Linked DNA regions of Sus scrofa: region 1 is linked to region 2. A link is a contact called in public Hi-C data. All regions are on one chromosome and are shown on one strand. The core of a region is the stretch at or near the end of the contact, and the rest is flanking DNA. Distances in the headings are between cores, read along the strand shown. Region 1 holds the start of IDE (insulin-degrading enzyme). Region 2 holds the start of MARCH5 (E3 ubiquitin-protein ligase MARCH5).

Evidence for each region. Hi-C and Micro-C count contacts between places; a contact is called where the count stands out from the background.
Region 1: a contact with region 2 is called in a Hi-C map of fetal skeletal muscle, with 2.6 times the contacts expected there. The contact joins the promoter of IDE here to the promoter of MARCH5 in region 2. A contact is called at or near these places in 1 of 47 Hi-C or Micro-C datasets (fetal skeletal muscle) and 2 of 2 datasets of contacts at active chromatin or transcription factors (alveolar macrophages and skeletal muscle).

The regions. Positions count from the first base shown.
Region 1 is chr14:104,104,326-104,108,521 of Sscrofa11.1, forward strand. IDE (insulin-degrading enzyme) reads right to left here and starts at 2,246. Exons shown (of 25, transcript XM_001925381.7): 1 at 1,737-2,246. The coding sequence starts at 1,834.
Region 2 is chr14:103,869,800-103,873,754 of Sscrofa11.1, forward strand. MARCH5 (E3 ubiquitin-protein ligase MARCH5) reads left to right here and starts at 1,509. Exons shown (of 6, transcript XM_001927572.5): 1 at 1,509-1,871. The coding sequence starts at 1,837. CPEB3 (cytoplasmic polyadenylation element-binding protein 3) reads right to left here and starts at 1,446. Exons shown (of 12, transcript XM_021073494.1): 1 at 1,271-1,446.

The DNA of each region.
Region 1 (4,196 bases), core at 996-3,495, 240 kb after region 2:
AATTACAAATCTGTACACTGGAGACAAGATGGAGCAAAATACAGCCTATTAACAATTAAAAACAAAGTGTTCTGACATGAAGGAGGACCAGGGAGGTACCCCACCTGTGCTCAGCATCTCCACTTCCCTAAATTCAGGGATCTTTTTCCATGCTGTAATGGATTTTGTGGTGTAGTGGGAAATAGAAGAGGGAAAGTTCCACAGATTCTTCATTTACATTAGGCTTTCTTATTATCTTTACTACTATCCTAGTTCAGGCAGTAGAAACCAAGTCCCAAGCAGTTTCTCTGCCTCAGGTCTCTCCACTCCCTTACAATCCTGCACACAGCCACCAAACTAATTTCCTAAACTACCAGTTCATTACATCACTTCCCACCTCAAAAATTTTGATGGCTCCCTACCTACTATTCTCTGGAAAAGCTGCAACTAAAAGCCAAAGCCCGGGCTAGCACGATCCTACTTTTATAACACAAGACTTGTTTCCTCCTAATGTCCCCAAGTAAATTCTCTAAGGGTCCAACTAGACTAATCTGCTCACTGTTCTCCCAACACGGACCAACTAACCTGCACACCTAGGCTAGACTATACCCACCCCTGCCCACCTTCTGCCCTTCCTTCAAAGGCCAGCCCAGACCCCTCTCCCATCTCTGCTCCGCAGCGAGCTCCTAAGACACGTCCTGCCAGTCTTCTGATTCTCTCAAACACACCGTTTTTTTTGCTGGCTACACTCTTCTGGCATCTTAATTCGCTCCAACCACTCTGAATGCAGACCACGTTCCTTACACAGAGGGTCATCACTGTGCCCTGCCTTTAGTAGATCCTGGATATTTTTTAAACCAGAGGAGGGGTTCAAATCTGATGTATCCAAGTTAGGCAAGACAAGACTACCCAGCTTTGCCAATTCCTGTTTTTTCACAGTAAAGGGTATATTCAGCGTTCGCTACAAGACTGAAAATTTCCCGTATACACAGAGTAGCCAAGAGGAGAGAGCACGCCACCGGATGGCAAAAAAAACGTGCGTCCCATCCCGGTTCGTGCCACAACCTGCAATTGTGGGGAAATCACACAATCTCTCCGGGCCTCGGTTCTCAGGTGTGAAACAAGGGAGCTGCTGTGAAGGATCCTACGCATCTTCCGGCTCCCAAATTCTCCCTACAGGAAAGCCAACACTGGGCTACTCACTAAGTGCAGGCAGGCAAACTTTTACAGATCCCAATGCAGGGATTTCCTTATAATAGTGGAAACTCAGTTCGCACAGGAAAAAGCACGGCTGGGAAGAAGGTGAGAAGCGGTCGTCCTGGACTCGAATTCCTTTACCTCACGGCAAGGGACCGTCAGCCTCGGGTTCCCAGCCCCTCACTGGCAGACTCCCCCTGCCCCGAAGCGGCGCGGCCCAGCGCGGCTCCCGGGAGCGGGCCGGGGTGACTCGGCGCCCGTGCGCCAAGCCCCCCGCACTTGTGACACACGCCCCGTGACCCCGGGTCACAGCCTCCGTCCGCCCTCACCAGTCCGTAGGACGCCCTCCTCTCGGGCCAGACTCCTCGCTCTCTCCCCTCCAGCCACCCTTCTGGGCCCCAGGCGGCCTCAACACGGCCGTCCCGGCCCCGGCCCGCAGGACGGGGCGGCGTGAGGAGCGGCGGCGGCGGCTTTAAGTGCTGAATCACCACTTTGCAACCCGAGCTCCAAACCGCCGTGACCCACGGGCCCCGAGGGCCCGGACGCTCCGCTCCGCTTACCCACAGAGGCGCTCCAGGGGCGGCAGGCGTGCGCCGAGGACGGAGCGGAAGGTGCTGGGCAGCGCGGGGTGCAGCAGCCACGCTAGCCGGTACCGCATACCCCAGCGCAGCCGCCGGGATCACCGCGAACGCTTCCTTCTTGCGCCGGAGCCGGCCTTGCTCACTGCGCATGCTCAGTACGCAGCGCCGCGCCGCCTCCCGGGAGCCGCCGAACCGCGGTCTCTCCGGGTTTTGCCGGGAGCCCGACAGGGGCGGGGACGGCGGGCGGCCAAGGCCGGAGCTAGCGGGCTGGAAGGAGTCTCGCCGGGTGCTGCGGCAACCCAGCCACCAGGCTTCCCTGGGCGGGGAAGAGTCCGGCTGGGTCACGGCGGGCGCACGCGTAAGGGGAGCGATGTGTATCTGGCTGTGTTAGTGGAGGACTGGGAGCTCATGAATACCGTGAGGGCACAAGGGGCGGTGTTTCCCCAGGCGCCCCCGTTGGCTGTCGGCAGCAGCAGTACAGGTGTTGGAACAAGGTCAGCCGACTAGGCGACCTCACGGAAAACCAATCCGCGGCGGCGCGCGGCCCGCGGGCTCCCTCTAGAGCTCGGTAAGGGCGTGGACTGCGGGGTAGGGGCGAGGGAGAAGTTAGACCGAGGGTCCCTGAGAGGGAGGCCGGCACCCTGGATTTCCATCTGGGAAACCGGCAAAGTGGAGATGGGACAGGCTACAGCAAAATCAGACATTCGTGGGTTTACAAATCCAGAATAGAAACTACCATTCTGTGCTACTACTATATTTAAAAAAAAACAAACGCTCACGCATGAATGTAGTACTCCTACTGTTGTCAATGTATTTCAGTCCCTTTTTGCATCTGAGAACAATTTAATAGTTACAAATCTCACTTTCTGTTACATTCTTTTACTGGGGTCTTTAAGGAGAGCTCAATTAGGGTTAGCAATTTCCTGGTTTAAGTGCTTTTAAGTTGCTGATGTGGCAGACGAAGACTGCAGCCAAAAACAGTGCTTTGAATACTATTATTGCTTCAAATGGGAATTCAGGAGAAGGATCCTTTAAGGGGTTGCTTCATCAAAGAGGTACTCGGGGATCTTTTTTTCTTTTTTCCCCCCACCGCACCCATGGCATATGGAAATTCCCAGGCCCGGAATTGAGTCCAACCTGCATCTGTGACCTACACTACAGCTACAGCAACCCAGGATCCTTAACCCATTGCACCACAGTGGGAACACCTGGGAAATCCTTTCTATCATATAGTTTCAGCTAAAGGCAAATCTTGGAGGGATGAAAACCGAGGTAGCAAAGAAGAACTAATCCTAGTGCGTGTAAGGTAAAAATTCCACACTGTTACATTTTAGCTCCAGCCCATCTATCTGTATTGGCTTCCCGTGGATGCCATAACAAGTTACAACAAAATTAGTGACTTAACAGAAATTTTTTCTCTCACAGTCGGAAGGCCAGAAATCCAAAATCAGGATGTTGGCAGGGCTGCACTCCCTACAGAAGATCTTAGGGGAGAAACTCTGCTTTGCCTCCTTCAGCTTCTTTTTGGCTTGAGGCCGTATCACTCTAATGTCTGTCTCCACCTTTACAATGCCTTCTTCTCTGTGTGTCTTGTCTTCTTTTGTCTCACAAGGACATTTGTCATTGGATTTATAGCACAATCAGGTAATCCAGGATGACCCCATCTCATCCTTATCTTAATTACTTCTGCAAAGATAATTTTAACAAATAATAACACTTGAAGTCTCCTGGGATTAGGACCTAGACATTTCTTTTGGGGAGCCATTACCCCACATTTCCGCCTCTGCCCCCCACTTCCACCAATTCCATTTTCCACAGCTGTCAGAGCTAATTGATGCTTACAGCAGTACTAGCTTGTTAGTGCTCTAGCAACTTTCAAAACCTATTGAAAAGGCATTGACTTTATAAAACTTCGCCTTAATGCCATTTCTCACATACCCCATTGGGGTTAACCATTCCCTGATCAGAGCTGCTACTCTCTAAAGGCACTTATTTGAATCTTAACTTTCATAGACGTAAACATCAACAGATTAGGAATGATGTCTTTTTGTATCTCACCTGGCAGCAAGCACAGTGGTTAGTTAATGCTTGTCAAATGCACGTTTGCTGAATCTTATTAAGTCTCTAGTTGTAAATACCATTTATGGGAAATACAGGGGACAAATATGTTAAATCACACTGTTGGTATACAATCAAGCAAAATTTAGAATGTTTGTAACAGTATACAACAAATGACTCTATTTCTTCAACAAATAAATTGCAAAATAAGAAAGAAAGGGAGGCGAAGCCTATGGATTGAAGGGGCCTTAGAATTAAGAAGCTATGACAAGCTGTTTACAAAATTTTACATGAAAATGCAAAGGGCCCGGAAGACCCAAACCAATCTTGAAGCAGAATCTGGCACACTTATACTACCAAACATTAAGAGTTACTATTAAG
Region 2 (3,955 bases), core at 259-2,758:
CGTTTGTCCTAACCTATTTAATAGATATTCTAGGATCAAATTCTATTTTTTGAGCAGCATGTATGCATCCATCCTGTGACTGACAATTGCTTAAGAGATAAACACACAGCAAGGGACTTAACACAGTAGGAGTAGCAATAAATAGGCATTCACAATATCAAACACCCTAAATTACTTATTTCTCTCCCCTATCAAGGGCCTGCTTCTCATTTCATGAGAAAAAAGGCGGAAGCATTAATTATAATTAGTCATGTAAATTTCTAAAGCCTTTCATAAAAGTATCTTTCAGAAATTGGAGGCCAAATAAACTTCTAGTCACATGTTATTTTTGTTTTTCTTCCTGGCAATGTACACTCTAGTTCAAATATATTCAGGACGCAAACTTTAAACAGAATTAAGAGCTGATTGTAAAATTCTACGTTAAAAAAAAAAGAGCTTAAAAAACATTTTGATTTGAAGAAAAAAAAAATCAAGCCTCTTGCGGCAGAAATTAGACATAATCAAGGGAAAACTACCAGACGTCGTACCAATCACTGCACTAAAGAACGCCACAGGTCGTCCAAAAGACGCATTCATTTTAACCAACAGCTCCTTTCCTCCCGCCAAAGCTGTCCCTAGAACATCAGAGAACAACCCAAGGAGCGATTTATGATTTTTCCCTTTTGATTCCCCCCCACCTCCATATCCATCCATCCACCTGCCTGGAGGTGTCAAGGCGCCTATAAATGGTTAACAGTGACCAGAAGCAGAGAGAGAAACAAACACCCCTGACAACCCACAGCTGAGTAAGCAAGAGCTGTTTATTCACGAACATGTTCCATTTGGAGACTATCGGAGAGCCCTTGAAAGCCCGGGCACATTTAGAAGGTTCCTAGAGAGGGAGAAAATAATCTTTCCCCCAATCCCACCTCCCCTCTCCCCTCTCCCCCACCCCATCCCCCGGGGCAAACATACACACTCGGGTGGGAACCATCTGGTCACGGCAGCCCCTGTCCTCCTGACCCCTCAGGAATAACACTAGAGCATCCGACCCTTTGCGGGGGTTGTGTAATTCCCCAAAATGGGTTCAGATGCGGCAGAGGCTGGCCCCTGCGCCGAGAGCTTCAGAAGGCGCTTCTGCCACCCCCACCCCCGCCACGGCCCGCCCGGACGCCGCGGCCAGGACTGGGGACCCTGCTGAGAAATGGCTCTTTAGCCCCCACCCCTCACCTGGCTCGGTCCCACCTGAGCGCAAAAGCGGAGAGAAAAGAAACAGGCAGGGAGGGCTGACCTTGATGCTACTGACAGTGGAGCGGCACATCCTGCTGCTTCCTGGAAAGCGGCCCGCAGGACATTTTTCCCCCTGGAGGAAGGAAACGGGAGGGCGCCGGCCGGGCGGCGGCGGGCGCAGCGGCGGTGGTCTGGGCAGGCTGTGCAGCCTCTAGCGGGGACGGTCCGAGGACTACATCTCCCAGGCTGCTCTGGGCCGCCTTGCGTCGTGACCCCGGCGCGCACGGAGGCGGTGACTCTTACCTCACAGAGGTAGCTCCTCCGCCGGCAGCAACTCGGCGCCCGCGGTCCATGGACCGGAACCCCGGGCCGACGGGCAGGAACCCGGGCCGCGATCGCCGCCTCCCCGCCCCAGGCTCCTCCTCCTCGCTCCCCACCGCCTCCTCCGGGCGCCCGCGGGCCGCGCACCGCCACCGCTGGGCTCGCGGAGCCGCCCCGGGAGGCTGGCTGGCGGGTTCGTGGCGGCCGCTGGACTGAGGCCTACTCCGCCGCCTCTCAGTGCTATTGTCCCTGGGCCCGGCCCTGACCGGGCCCACTGGGGAGGCGAGTGCGCCGGCTCAGCGGAAGATGCCGGACCAAGCCCTACAGCAGATGCTGGACAGGTACGGACAACCTTGGGGGAGGACGCGAGCCGCGGACTCTCGCTCCGGCCCTGCCGCGCCCAGCCTCGGGGCTCTTCGGAAGCGGAGCCCGGCGTGCTGGGAGGAGTTCCACGGCCTGGGGGCCGGGTGAGGGGCAGAAAGTTTGGAGCCCATACGTGGGAGAGGACAGAGCGGGTGGCCTGGATGCGTAGACCTAAAGCGAAACTTAAAGAGTGCCGTGTAGTATTGTTCGAACGCCGTTGAGAAGTGAGAGGGGTTCGTATTAACCCACAGAATTAGTTTCTTTTTCTTACTCTTCTCCCCTCCCCCCAAACTTTGTTGTAACGTGTTTGTCAGTGATGTCACTGGCAAGGAGAACCAGACTCTTTTCCTGGGGAGTGATCCCCCTCCAATTTTAATACTTATTCCAAGATAAGCATTGTTTTGGAAAGCCTGATAGGCTGATTACATTTCTCCTAACTCCCCCATCCCATCCCCACCCCAGGCTGTAAGGTCAAGAGTATCCGCAAGGGACTTTAACGGTCAGACCAAAGTAGAGGTTATGGAAAACAGCCATGAGTCCAACCCTGAACACTTAGCATATTTTACTATTCGTTGAGTTCACAGAGCAAGTTTCATCTTATTTTGGGGCCAGCTCCTGGGGGCTCCAGGGGGTAAAATTCTGTGAAATCGGCTGCACCGCCCTCTGCTGTTCATATTCTAGTCCGTGGGTTCTATCAAGAGTTTTTGGGGATCGGTAATCCACATTTCCCCCTAAACCAGGACATAACTTCCCAGCATAGCCAATGCTGCAGGCTAATAATGCATGTTTGGTTGCCTACACCTTTCAGTAGACCACTTGTCCCCTTGTTCAGCATGAGGTACAGCTCTTTGTACTGAGGGAAGGTCCAACTGGAAGGTGTTAAATGAAAGGCCTCGCTTAAATGAGATATACCCAATTAAATGCTGTTTGGATCTGCCCCACCCAGAACACACATCCCCCAAGAGTAGGCCTCCTTCCAAAGTGACAGACGTTTCCTTTGGAGCTTAGAATTTTGAGATGTCTAAGTTGATAGAAATCATGGAACTGACTTGTTTATTAGTTGGGGTGGCCCAGTGATTAATCCAGCCCTTGTTTGATGAGAGCATTCAGGTCTGGTTGGTTGTGTTGACTACTCCCTTCATGTAAGCAGTTTACAACCTCCTGGAAGATGGCAGCTTACTCATTATTTATTTTGAATCCCACATCAGAGCCTGGTACTCAGCAGGTCCTCAGTATATATGTATTTGTTTTTTGAACAAATGCATGAACTTTTTGGTCATTTTCCCCAATTGTCTAGGGGTTTGATAATTTACCATACTCACAAATTTCATAGGATACTGAAATATACCCAGAGAAGTCCACCTTTCTGCCACTGCCAGTTCCAATCAAATGAGACCCTATTCTGGTGCAGGGTATTTTGTAATTAACTTTTTTTTTTTCCTCTGAGGGAAAACCACTTTTATGTAGGTGACTTTTAGTAAACTTTTGTGTCTGACTTTCATATGTTCTTTGGAGATTTCCATAAAAGTTAAAAAAAAAAAAAAAAAAAAAAAAGAAAGAGAGAAAGAAAGAAAAAAGCCAAGAAGTACTAGTGAGGCATTTAAAACATCTCAACAGGAACTTGGAAATTCTGGCAGCATATACTGAAACAAGTGACTGTAATTCTGGCTTCCCTCATCTTCTGTACTTCTTGTATATACCCCAAGAAAGATTCTTAAGATGACATTTAGAGATCTTGATTATCTAATCAGTATTTTGCAACCTGGCCACATGTTAGCATCACCTGAGAAGCATTTTAAAATATGGATGGATTCCTGGCTCTGCCCAAGACCAGTTAGTTTACAAATTTCTGGAGAATGGGACCTGAGCATGTATATTTTCAGACACTTTTCAAATATTTTTTGTGGTTGAAAACCACTACAAGAGATAGTACAGCTGAATGAGATAAGCTTGGGCAGAAATCTTGATGTTCTTATTTTTCTGCTTACCAGCTATGTGACTTTGCACTCAAATTCTAAGGCTCCACATCCTCATTTATAAAATGGCAATATCCTACCTCACC